3 separate regions of the Pan troglodytes genome follow, and regions 2 and 3 are each linked to region 1. The links are chromatin contacts, called in public HiChIP or PLAC-seq maps. All regions are on one chromosome and are shown on one strand. Each heading gives the region's core, a stretch centred on a gene start, on an enhancer-like site or on the middle of the called end of the contact. The rest is flanking DNA. Distances are from core to core; before and after follow the strand shown.

Evidence for each region. HiChIP or PLAC-seq counts read pairs in DNA pulled down with a chosen protein or histone mark.
Region 2: a contact with region 1 is called in an H3K4me3 HiChIP or PLAC-seq map of stem cell-derived excitatory neurons, with 5 times the contacts expected there. The contact joins the promoter of NDUFS2 here to the promoter of DUSP12 in region 1. A contact is called at or near these places in 1 of 7 Hi-C or Micro-C datasets (stem cell-derived neural progenitor cells) and 1 of 1 datasets of contacts at active chromatin or transcription factors (stem cell-derived excitatory neurons).
Region 3: a contact with region 1 is called in an H3K4me3 HiChIP or PLAC-seq map of stem cell-derived excitatory neurons, with 6 times the contacts expected there. The contact joins the promoter of TOMM40L here to the promoter of DUSP12 in region 1. A contact is called at or near these places in 1 of 7 Hi-C or Micro-C datasets (stem cell-derived neural progenitor cells) and 1 of 1 datasets of contacts at active chromatin or transcription factors (stem cell-derived excitatory neurons).

What each region holds. Positions count from the first base shown.
Region 1 is chr1:87,374,203-87,377,141 of NHGRI_mPanTro3-v2.0_pri, reverse strand. DUSP12 (dual specificity phosphatase 12) reads left to right here and starts at 1,559. Exons shown (of 6, transcript XM_514446.6): 1 at 1,559-2,939. The coding sequence starts at 2,777.
Region 2 is chr1:88,015,165-88,018,103 of NHGRI_mPanTro3-v2.0_pri, reverse strand. It overlaps NDUFS2 (NADH:ubiquinone oxidoreductase core subunit S2), which reads left to right and starts at 1,395. Exons shown (of 14, transcript NM_001071826.1): 1 at 1,395-1,489; 2 at 2,444-2,550. The coding sequence starts at 1,395.
Region 3 is chr1:87,991,702-87,994,640 of NHGRI_mPanTro3-v2.0_pri, reverse strand. TOMM40L (translocase of outer mitochondrial membrane 40 like) reads left to right here and starts at 1,543. Exons shown (of 10, transcript XM_001173832.7): 1 at 1,543-1,735; 2 at 1,954-2,203; 3 at 2,487-2,554; 4 at 2,857-2,939. The coding sequence starts at 2,089.

The DNA of each region.
Region 1 (2,939 bases), core at 310-2,809:
GCCATAAATATGGGTGTGCAAATATCTTTGAGATCCCACTTTCAATTCTTTTGGCTATATAACCTAGAAGTGAGATTGCTGGATCATGTGGTAATTCTATTTTTAATCATTTGAGGAAACTCCGTACTGTTTTCCCTGGTGGGTGCACCATTTTACATTCCCTTCAGCAATGCATAAGCGTTCCAATTTTTCCACATCCTTGCTAACACTTATTTTCTGTGCTTGAAAAAAATACTAGCCATCCTAATGGGTGTAAGATGATATTATTATTGTAGTTTTGATTTGCATTTCTCTAATGATTAGCAATTTGAGCATCTTTTCCTGTGCTTTTTGGCCTCTTGTATATCTTCTTTGGAGGAATGTCTATTCTGGTCGTTTACCCAGTTTTTTGAAAATTGGGTTACTTGTTTTTCTGTTGTCGAGTTGTAGGAGTTTTTTATATGTTCTGCATATTAACGTATCAGATATATGCTTTGCAATTATTTTTTCCCATTCCATACAAATTCCTTTTCTCTCTATTGACTGTTTTGCTTGATATGCAGACACTTTAAAGTTTGATATAGTCCCATTTGTCTATTTTCGCTTTTGTTGCCTGTGCTTTTGGTATTTTATCCAAAAAATTGAGGGAGAAGAAAAGGAAAAATCAGTTAGGTAGACAGCTAAGGCTAGCCCTTGAAGAAGCAGTCTGCCTGAAAAATCACAGCTACAAACAAAATAGAGCAGCTTAGGCAAAACTCAGGCTGCACCTGCACAGATAAGCAGGTAGGGTCCAGCACAGACGCTTTTCATTCTTCGTGTAATTGGCGAGCTCCCAGGAAAAACTTTCCTCCCCTTTTCAGGTATATACACAGTGGACTCCGTGGGAACTTGCACAGGAAGGAGGGGGGCTTACCTAAAACAAACCTACAGTGATACAAACAAGAGAACCCACGCTTTGTGCTTGCCTAGAGACATACCCACATCGGCAGAAGATAAGGGAAGTTGCACAGACAGATTTATTCATAAGAGAAGTTACTCAAACAACTATAGAGATGAGAGGAGTTTCTTATAATAGGTTTTGAATTCAGCTGTAAAAATGGCACCCCACTTGGGCTCCCCTCTCTGCTGTGGAGAGCTTTCTTCTTTTGCTTATTAAACTTTTGCTTCAACCTCACTCTTTGTGCCCATGCTCCTTAATTTTCTCGGTCGTTAGACAAGTTCGGATAACACCTTAGACAATGAGACCATTAACCCTTACCTGTTTCAACATTTTTATCAAATCCAAGGCCATGAAGCTTTCCCCCTATGTTTTCTACTAAGAATGTTATATTTTTAGGTCTTTAATCTATTTGGAGTTATTTTTTGTATATGGTCCAAGGTAAAGGTCCATCTTCATTCTTTTGCATGTGGATATCTAGTTTTTCCCAACACTGTTGAGGAGATTGTCCTTTTTCCATTGTGTGGTCTTGGCACTCTTTTTGAAGATTATTCTAACATATATGCAGTGTTGCAGGTGATTAGCAGCTTTCTGGGCTGGTGACGTGGGTGGTAGGAAGAATTTACCAACACAGTTGTAGGTAAAGAAAGGCAGGTTTATTAGATAAAGTATGAAAATACATTGCAAGGGTGCAACAGGCAGGTCAGCAAGAGAGAAGCTGACAGCTAGGAAACAAAGGCTTGCTGGGGATTTTGTAGAATGGTGCTTATGTTGTGGGTGGAAGAGGGCTTTGTGCAGTACTAATAATGCCAGGGTTGCAGTGAACTAACTTCCATTTTTCTATCAGCTGAGGGTCTGGTGATGGCTGGGCACAGGCAGATTGTGAGTTATTTGCACAGCAGGGCTATGTGTCCTGGACCACGAAGAAAGGCAGACTTATGGCTTGTCTGCTTTCTCCTTTTGCTTCCCTTCGTCCAGCCAGCCTGACTCCTTTTCCCTAATTAGGACTCCACACGCAAGGGTTTGTTCTGTTCCAGAATAGAGACAGGTCGATGTATCTATCTTTATACCAGTACTATAGCTGCTACTTCTTGACCAATTACAGCTTTAGTATCTCTCTCACCTGTCCTCCCTATACAAAAGATATATAAAATATACTCACTGTACTGAGTATCTTCCTGCAGCATTCAGTCTGGAGCAAAGCCTGCTTCCTTCAACCCTTTCCAAAATCCCCAAATAAAAGCCCAAAATCTGTATAGGATCTTCCTAACATCCTCGTGCTGAGATGCCCTGAAATTCTCCATAACTCATGACTGAGTAATAAAACCAACTTGCTTAATTAAAGTTGGTTTCTTGTAGTCCTGGCTGGAGGACATTGACTTACAAAAATATAGGATTAGTATCTTCAAAATAAATAGACAGTAAACATCAACAAGGATTCACACCCCAATAATGAAATTGGGCAGAAAAAGGAAAAATAATCATGAAATGCACAGTAAAGATGGCTCCATAATATTGAAAAAAATTTTACTTCAAATGCATAAAATGATGCTTCTGATTCAGCTGGTGCGACCTTTATTTCACATTTGAGTTCAGCTGCTCCTGATGTCTCTTTCCTGAAAATTTCAATACTAAGAGCTCGAGAAACCCTGTATTTGGGGAAGCTTATCCTTTACCATCAACTTTGGGGGTAGGGGTCAGAGGGAACAAGGGTGGAAAGGCCGCGCTGAATGGGGCCGAAGCTCCGCCCCTCAGCGATAAGTCCAGATTCCTGCGGCCGACGTGGTCCTCCGAGGGAGCAGCAGAGCCGCCGAGGCTGGCGAGTCCCAGGGGAAGGATGTTCTAGCCGGAGTCTACTCGATGGTAGGGCAGGAAGCCGCCTTGTCTCTGGGCGCGGCCATGTTGGAGGCTCCGGGCCCGAGTGATGGCTGCGAGCTCAGCAACCCCAGCGCCAGCAGAGTCAGCTGCGCCGGGCAGATGCTGGAAGTGCAGCCAGGATTGTATTTCGGTGGGGCCGCGGCCG
Region 2 (2,939 bases), core at 146-2,645, 640 kb before region 1:
ACTTCTCCCAGGCTGGATCAAGGCAAATAAATGCAGTCCTTCCCATCCCCCACCACCATGGCCACATTTGCTGTGTTTCAACAATAGAAAGAAGGCCCAGGGAAAGAGCAAGGAATGAGGACAACAGAGGGACCAAACCTCTGCCCTGGCTCTGTGGCAGCTGCCTTGTCTAGCCCAGGTCCTGGTCAGTTCCCACAGCTAAGGATCTGGCCCCACCCTTTGGTACAGTTCCCATTAGGTCAATTCCCAGGCCAGAAGTCTGGCTTTCCCCTCTTTCTCTGCAGTGAAGAATTCCACCATCTCTGCTTCCTGGTCTGTCTGCCTCACCCTGCTGCGCTGCTGGTGGGCTGTGTCCCTGGGATCCTGTCTAGGGGATATCTGGGGAAGGCCTCTTTCCAGGCTCAGAGTTGGAGAGTTGTACAAACTCTACGGGTGGGTGGCCCAGCTGGAGTTGGGCTTAGAGGCAGAGGGAGAAAACAGGAACTAGCCTCTAAGGCTGGAAGAATCTTTGTCCATACAGAATTGTGATCAGACTCCTGGTGCTACTACATTTCCATGCTGTTGGCCATTACCCAGGAGGGCTATAGCAGGGTCAGAAAGACGTTAGGGAAAAGAGGCTGACGCAAGACGGAAGTGGGGTGTGAGGCATCTCTAAGGGCGCTTCCTGGGTCTGTGATTCTGTAGGTTCGGGAAGCCCGGAGGATGTCAGGGTCACCCACAGTGGACCTCCACTCCCCCATCTGGGATGAGGTGGCTCCTACACACCCCGACACTCCCCTCCGCACCACCAATGCCGGCGGCCTTGGCATCCTATTCTTTTTTGTTTTGGTTTGGCGGGAGCTCTCAGACCCGCCCAGCCCCACTTAGGCTTCTTTCTCCAATCTCAATTTATGACATCTGGAAATTAGCTGGCTTTCCCAACTCCTGTCTTTTGGATTCAGTGATGGGAAAGTAATTGGCAAAGCCTGGGGCTACCCTATAAGGGCAGGGCTCAGATACAATCCGAGAGCAGGACTAAAGCATGAGGGCGGCCAAGGCGGAAGGGAGTAGGGAAGGAAGCGCCGCGCGTTTCCAAGATACGCAGGCGGGCTCGGCGAGAGAACACGAAGTATCTGCCCCACGCAGGAACGGCAATTTTCCCTTGCTCGCTCCTAGAAAAGCCAGCCAGGAGCTGTGGGAGGAACCGCCCTCAGTAAAGATGACCGCAGTCACTGTTATCTAAACGCAAGTGAAGCCGAGTCACAGGACCCGGATGTTGTCAGTTCGACGGTAAACGACCCTGCCAGCTTCCAAGAGGGCGGCTTCACTGTGCGAATAGGTGAGAAGCCAAGAAGGAGGCGCGCTGGAGTTACTTCCGCCCGGTTCTCCTTCCCGCAGTCTGCAGCCGGAGTAAGATGGCGGCGCTGAGGGCTTTGTGCGGCTTTCGGGGCGTCGCGGCCCAGGTGCTGCGGCCTGGGGCTGGAGTCCGATTGCCGATTCAGCCCAGCAGGTGAGATCGAGGGCAGCTCTCGACACACTTTCTCCAAGGCTAGGGTTTCTCAGGTTGGGGACGCTTTACTCCCCCAGAAAATAATAACCCAAGCCTGTGACCCCATTGTCCATCCCTGATTTCTTGGGCTACGGGATGCAGTGGCGCCCACTCTGGCGAGGGAGGGGAGAGGGTCTAGAGTTCGTTCGTGCCGAGGTGAAATCAGCGGAGTGGGAGACTCTGCTTTTTAGCTTCAGTAATTTGAATGCACCTCTCCTGTCATACCTGAGTAGAGCTCAGCCAAAGAGCCAGAATGCTCGCTCTCTCTGTCGTTGACCTTGAACAAACACTTTTCTCACGTTCATATTCACCTGGTTGATAATATCAATACGATGAAAATATGAAGAAGCTAGGATCCCAACCTTGCATGCCCAGGGGTGATGGGTGGAGTTATTCCAGGAATAATTTGTTAGTAGGAATGGAACCTCTAGAGTTCCAGCTTATTTTGCCGAAGCTACATTAACTTCAGATCAGTGACTTGGCATTAAAAAATCCAGGACATTGGCTGGGCGCGGTGGCTCACACCTGTAATCCCAGCACTTTGGGAGGCCTAGGCGGTCAGATCATCTGAGGTCGGGAGTTCGAGACCATCCTGACCAAAATGGAGAAACCCCCGTCTTTAAAAAAATACAAAATTAGCCGGGTTTGGTGGCGCATGCCTGTAATCTCAGCTACTTGGGAGGCTGAAGCAGGAGAATCGCTTGAACCCGGGAGGCAGAGGTTTCAGTGAGCCAAAATCACACCATTGCCCTCCAGTATGGGCAACAAGAGTGAAACCCAGTCTCAAAAAAAACAAAAAACAAAACAAAACAAAAAAACAGGACATCCTTCCTGGGTCCCCTTGAGAGTGAATGGGAACACAGGAACCAAACACTGTTCAGGCCCTTTGTCTAGGATCTGTCTTTAACTCCTCAGAGGTGTTCGGCAGTGGCAGCCAGATGTGGAATGGGCACAGCAGTTTGGGGGAGCTGTTATGTACCCAAGCAAAGAAACAGCCCACTGGAAGCCTCCACCTTGGAATGGTGAGTGACCAGAGTTGCTGTCCCAACCCACACCCATCCCTGCCCCCAGCTGATTTCCTTTTCTTTTTTTGAGACAGGGTTTCCCTCTGTCTCCCTGGCTGGAGTGCAGTGGTGTGAAAGTGGCTCACTGTAGCCTTGAACTTCTGGGCTCAAGGCAACCTTCTGTCTCAGCCTCCCCAGAAAGCCGCAACAACAGGCCTGTGCCACCACAACCGGCTAATTTTGAAAATTTTCCTTTTGTAGAGACAGAGTCTTGCTATGTTGACCAGGCTGGTTTCAAACTCCTGGCCTCAGGTAATCCTCCCAACTCAGCCTCCCAAAGTGCTGAGATACAGGCTTGAGCCACCATGCCTGGCCTCCAGCTGATTTCTAAGTGCTCTTGAGCTCTC
Region 3 (2,939 bases), core at 294-2,793, 620 kb before region 1:
TTTGATCACCTTATCAGTTCTAGGCAGTGATCAGCCAATATTGAGTCAGCAGGGGCAATAGCCCTGGCCCTTGTCTCACTCCTGTTGGGGGTGGGGGAGGGGGAGAGGTACATTCCCAGGTTCAAAGCATTTGGGTGAAATCAGTTAAATAGATATCAGAAGCTTTTGTATCTTTCACCCTTTTGCCCCCCAAGCATACTCGCTGAGTATGTGGAACATTCCTGAGGGTGAGAGTGGAGGCGCAGAGCTAATGAGGGAGGTAGTGACCAGAGACCAAGAAATCTTTGTTTTTTAACTTTTGTTTTAAATTCAGAAGTGTATGTGCAGGTTTTTTTGTTTGTTTGTTTTCCTGAGACGGAGTTTTGCTCTTGTTGCTCAGGCTGGAGCGTAATGGCATGATCTCGGCTCACTGCAACCTCCACCTCCTGGGTTCAAGCGATTCTCCTGCCTCAGCATCCCAAGTAGCTGGGATTACAGGCATGCGCCACCACGCCCGGGTAATTTTGTATTTTTAGTAGAGACGGGGTTTCTCCATGTTGGTCAGGCTGGTCTTGAACTCCCGACCTCAGGTGATCTGCCCGCCTCGGCCTCCCAAAGTGCTAGGATTACAGGCATGAGCCACCGCGCCTGGCCTATATATGCAAGTTTGTTACACACGTAAACTTGTGTCATGGGGATTTGTTGTACAGATTATTTCATCACCCAGGTATTAAGCCTAATATCCATTAGTTATTTTTCTTGATCTTCTCCCTCCTCCCACCCTTCACCCTCCAAGACCAAGAACTCTTACTCCATTTTCAATTATTCCCCTGTGGAGCGCTTAGTGCTTGAGGTCAGCCCTTTGGCTTGTCCTTGGTCCTGGGATGGAGTGCTTTTGGGGGCCAGGCTCCATATTCCTAGATTTTATTTGCCAACTCTGCCTTGGAACTCAGGGAAGGAAGGGTTAAATACAGAAAGCAGCTGTTTCAGCGAATAGTTCTGCTAGAACTTACTCCTCTGCGCCAAACTCTCACACCCGTTTCCATTCCACCAAGTGGTCAAGAGCGGGGACTTCGAGAGATGTAGACCTCCAGAAGAGAAGGGTGGGTCCCTGTTCTAGGGAGTGCTGCGCTTAATGAGTAGTACTCATTTGGAGGTGCGCTGTGGAGGGCTGTGAGGAGGATTTCCCATGGGTTCTTTGGAGAGAAGGGAGCGAAAGAAATGAACCAGGGTTCCAAAGAAGTCTTCATAATCGTTCTTTCTGCCACCCTTCACACTATGCCAGTCTACAAGCTGTAGTTTCACTTTTCTGATGGATGAAACTACATGGGTGGAAGGAGCTTCAGTGGCCCAAGCTACAAGATGCTCCCTCTAGTGTCTTGCACGCTCACAAGTTTTTTTCCGACCTTGGAGAGGCCTAGTGATCTAAAGCCTTCCACTTCAAGTCCTGCCCGCCTCTGCAGCTCCAGGGTTGAAGCTCTTGGGCCGTCAGACCTGCCACTCATTTTCTTCCTCCCTTCCCATTGGCCCATGGTAAATAGGAGGCTTTTTTTTTTTTTTTCATTGATTGGGCGGGGCCCAATCAGGGTTGGGTTGGGTCTTTGACAGCTTTCTTTGCCAGATTCAAAGATGGCGCTTACGGCCACGCTAAGAATGCAGCGTGAAGCTGCAGTTCTGCCATCACTCAAGATGGCTGCCCCCATCAAGATGACCGGGGTGTGCCGGGGGGAAAGGGGCAGCATGATGGTCTGAGATGGTAAGGGATACTGCACCATTGCAGGCCTGGTCTTGGGGCCTGGGAATGAAGAATAGAGAGGCTAGGGAGCTAGGTGAAGTCTGTGGTGGGGGCTAGGATCAGAGAAAGGGAGAGAGGACAAGGGTGACAAGTGGGGGTGAGAGATCAAAGATGGGGCGGGAGTGTGCCTAGGGTTGTCTCTCCATGAGTGCTCTCCTTCCCTACTCTTCCTGTTCCAGGTGTAGCGTCGGACCATGTGGAAGTTTCTGAGGCTGGGGAGCCGGATAATGGGGGGTGGGGCCCGTTGGGGGGTAAAGGGGCAATAGCGTCCTTTCACAGGCTAACCTCGGCCCTTCCCAGTCCTCTGGACTAAAATGGGGAACACATTGGGCCTGGCACCAATGGGGACTTTGCCCCGCCGGAGCCCCCGCCGAGAGGAACCCCTGCCCAACCCTGGGAGCTTCGATGAGCTGCACCGGCTATGCAAAGGTGAGAACTTGGCACTTGGGTGTCTCAGGATGAAGGGGCAGAGGAGTGGAGGGTCTTGAATGCCGGATGTCTGGCGATGGGAGCAGGAAAGGGGAGATCATAGCTGGGTCATGCAGCCTCAGGGAGGATCAGGTGCCCAAATGAAGTGGAGCATTTCATTGCAGGACTTGAAAGGAGGTTAATTCCTCCAAAGTGTTCCCTATGGGATTGAAAGGGGAGACTATCTTTTGGGATAGGGGTTCTTTGTCTGTGCTTATTCCTTCCCTTCCCCTACCCCCTTCAGATGTATTCCCAGCACAGATGGAGGGCGTGAAGCTCGTTGTCAACAAGGTTCTGAGCAGCCATTTCCAGGTGCTCCCACTTCTCTGGCCCCTCCTTACTATTCCCCCTTTCCTGTCCCTGGATCATCTTCTCCTTTCCTTTGTACTCCAGCCCTAGCCAGTCTATGTGGGACAAATGAGGGAGGATATGGGGTTCTCTTTACCTCCGTGCCTGTGGGACTTGTTGCTTTTAATCTGATGACCTTCTCTGTATATGTTGGAATATTTAGGATTCTTGAGAGGCCCTCTGGATGGGGAAAAGACTAAGGGTGGGATGAGGGATTGAAGTGGAGCAGGAATGCGCTTTTCTCCACTGAATCCTCTTTTCCTCAGGTGGCGCACACTATACACATGAGTGCCCTGGGCTTGCCGGGATATCACCTCCATGCGGCCTATGCAGGGGATTGGCAGCTCAG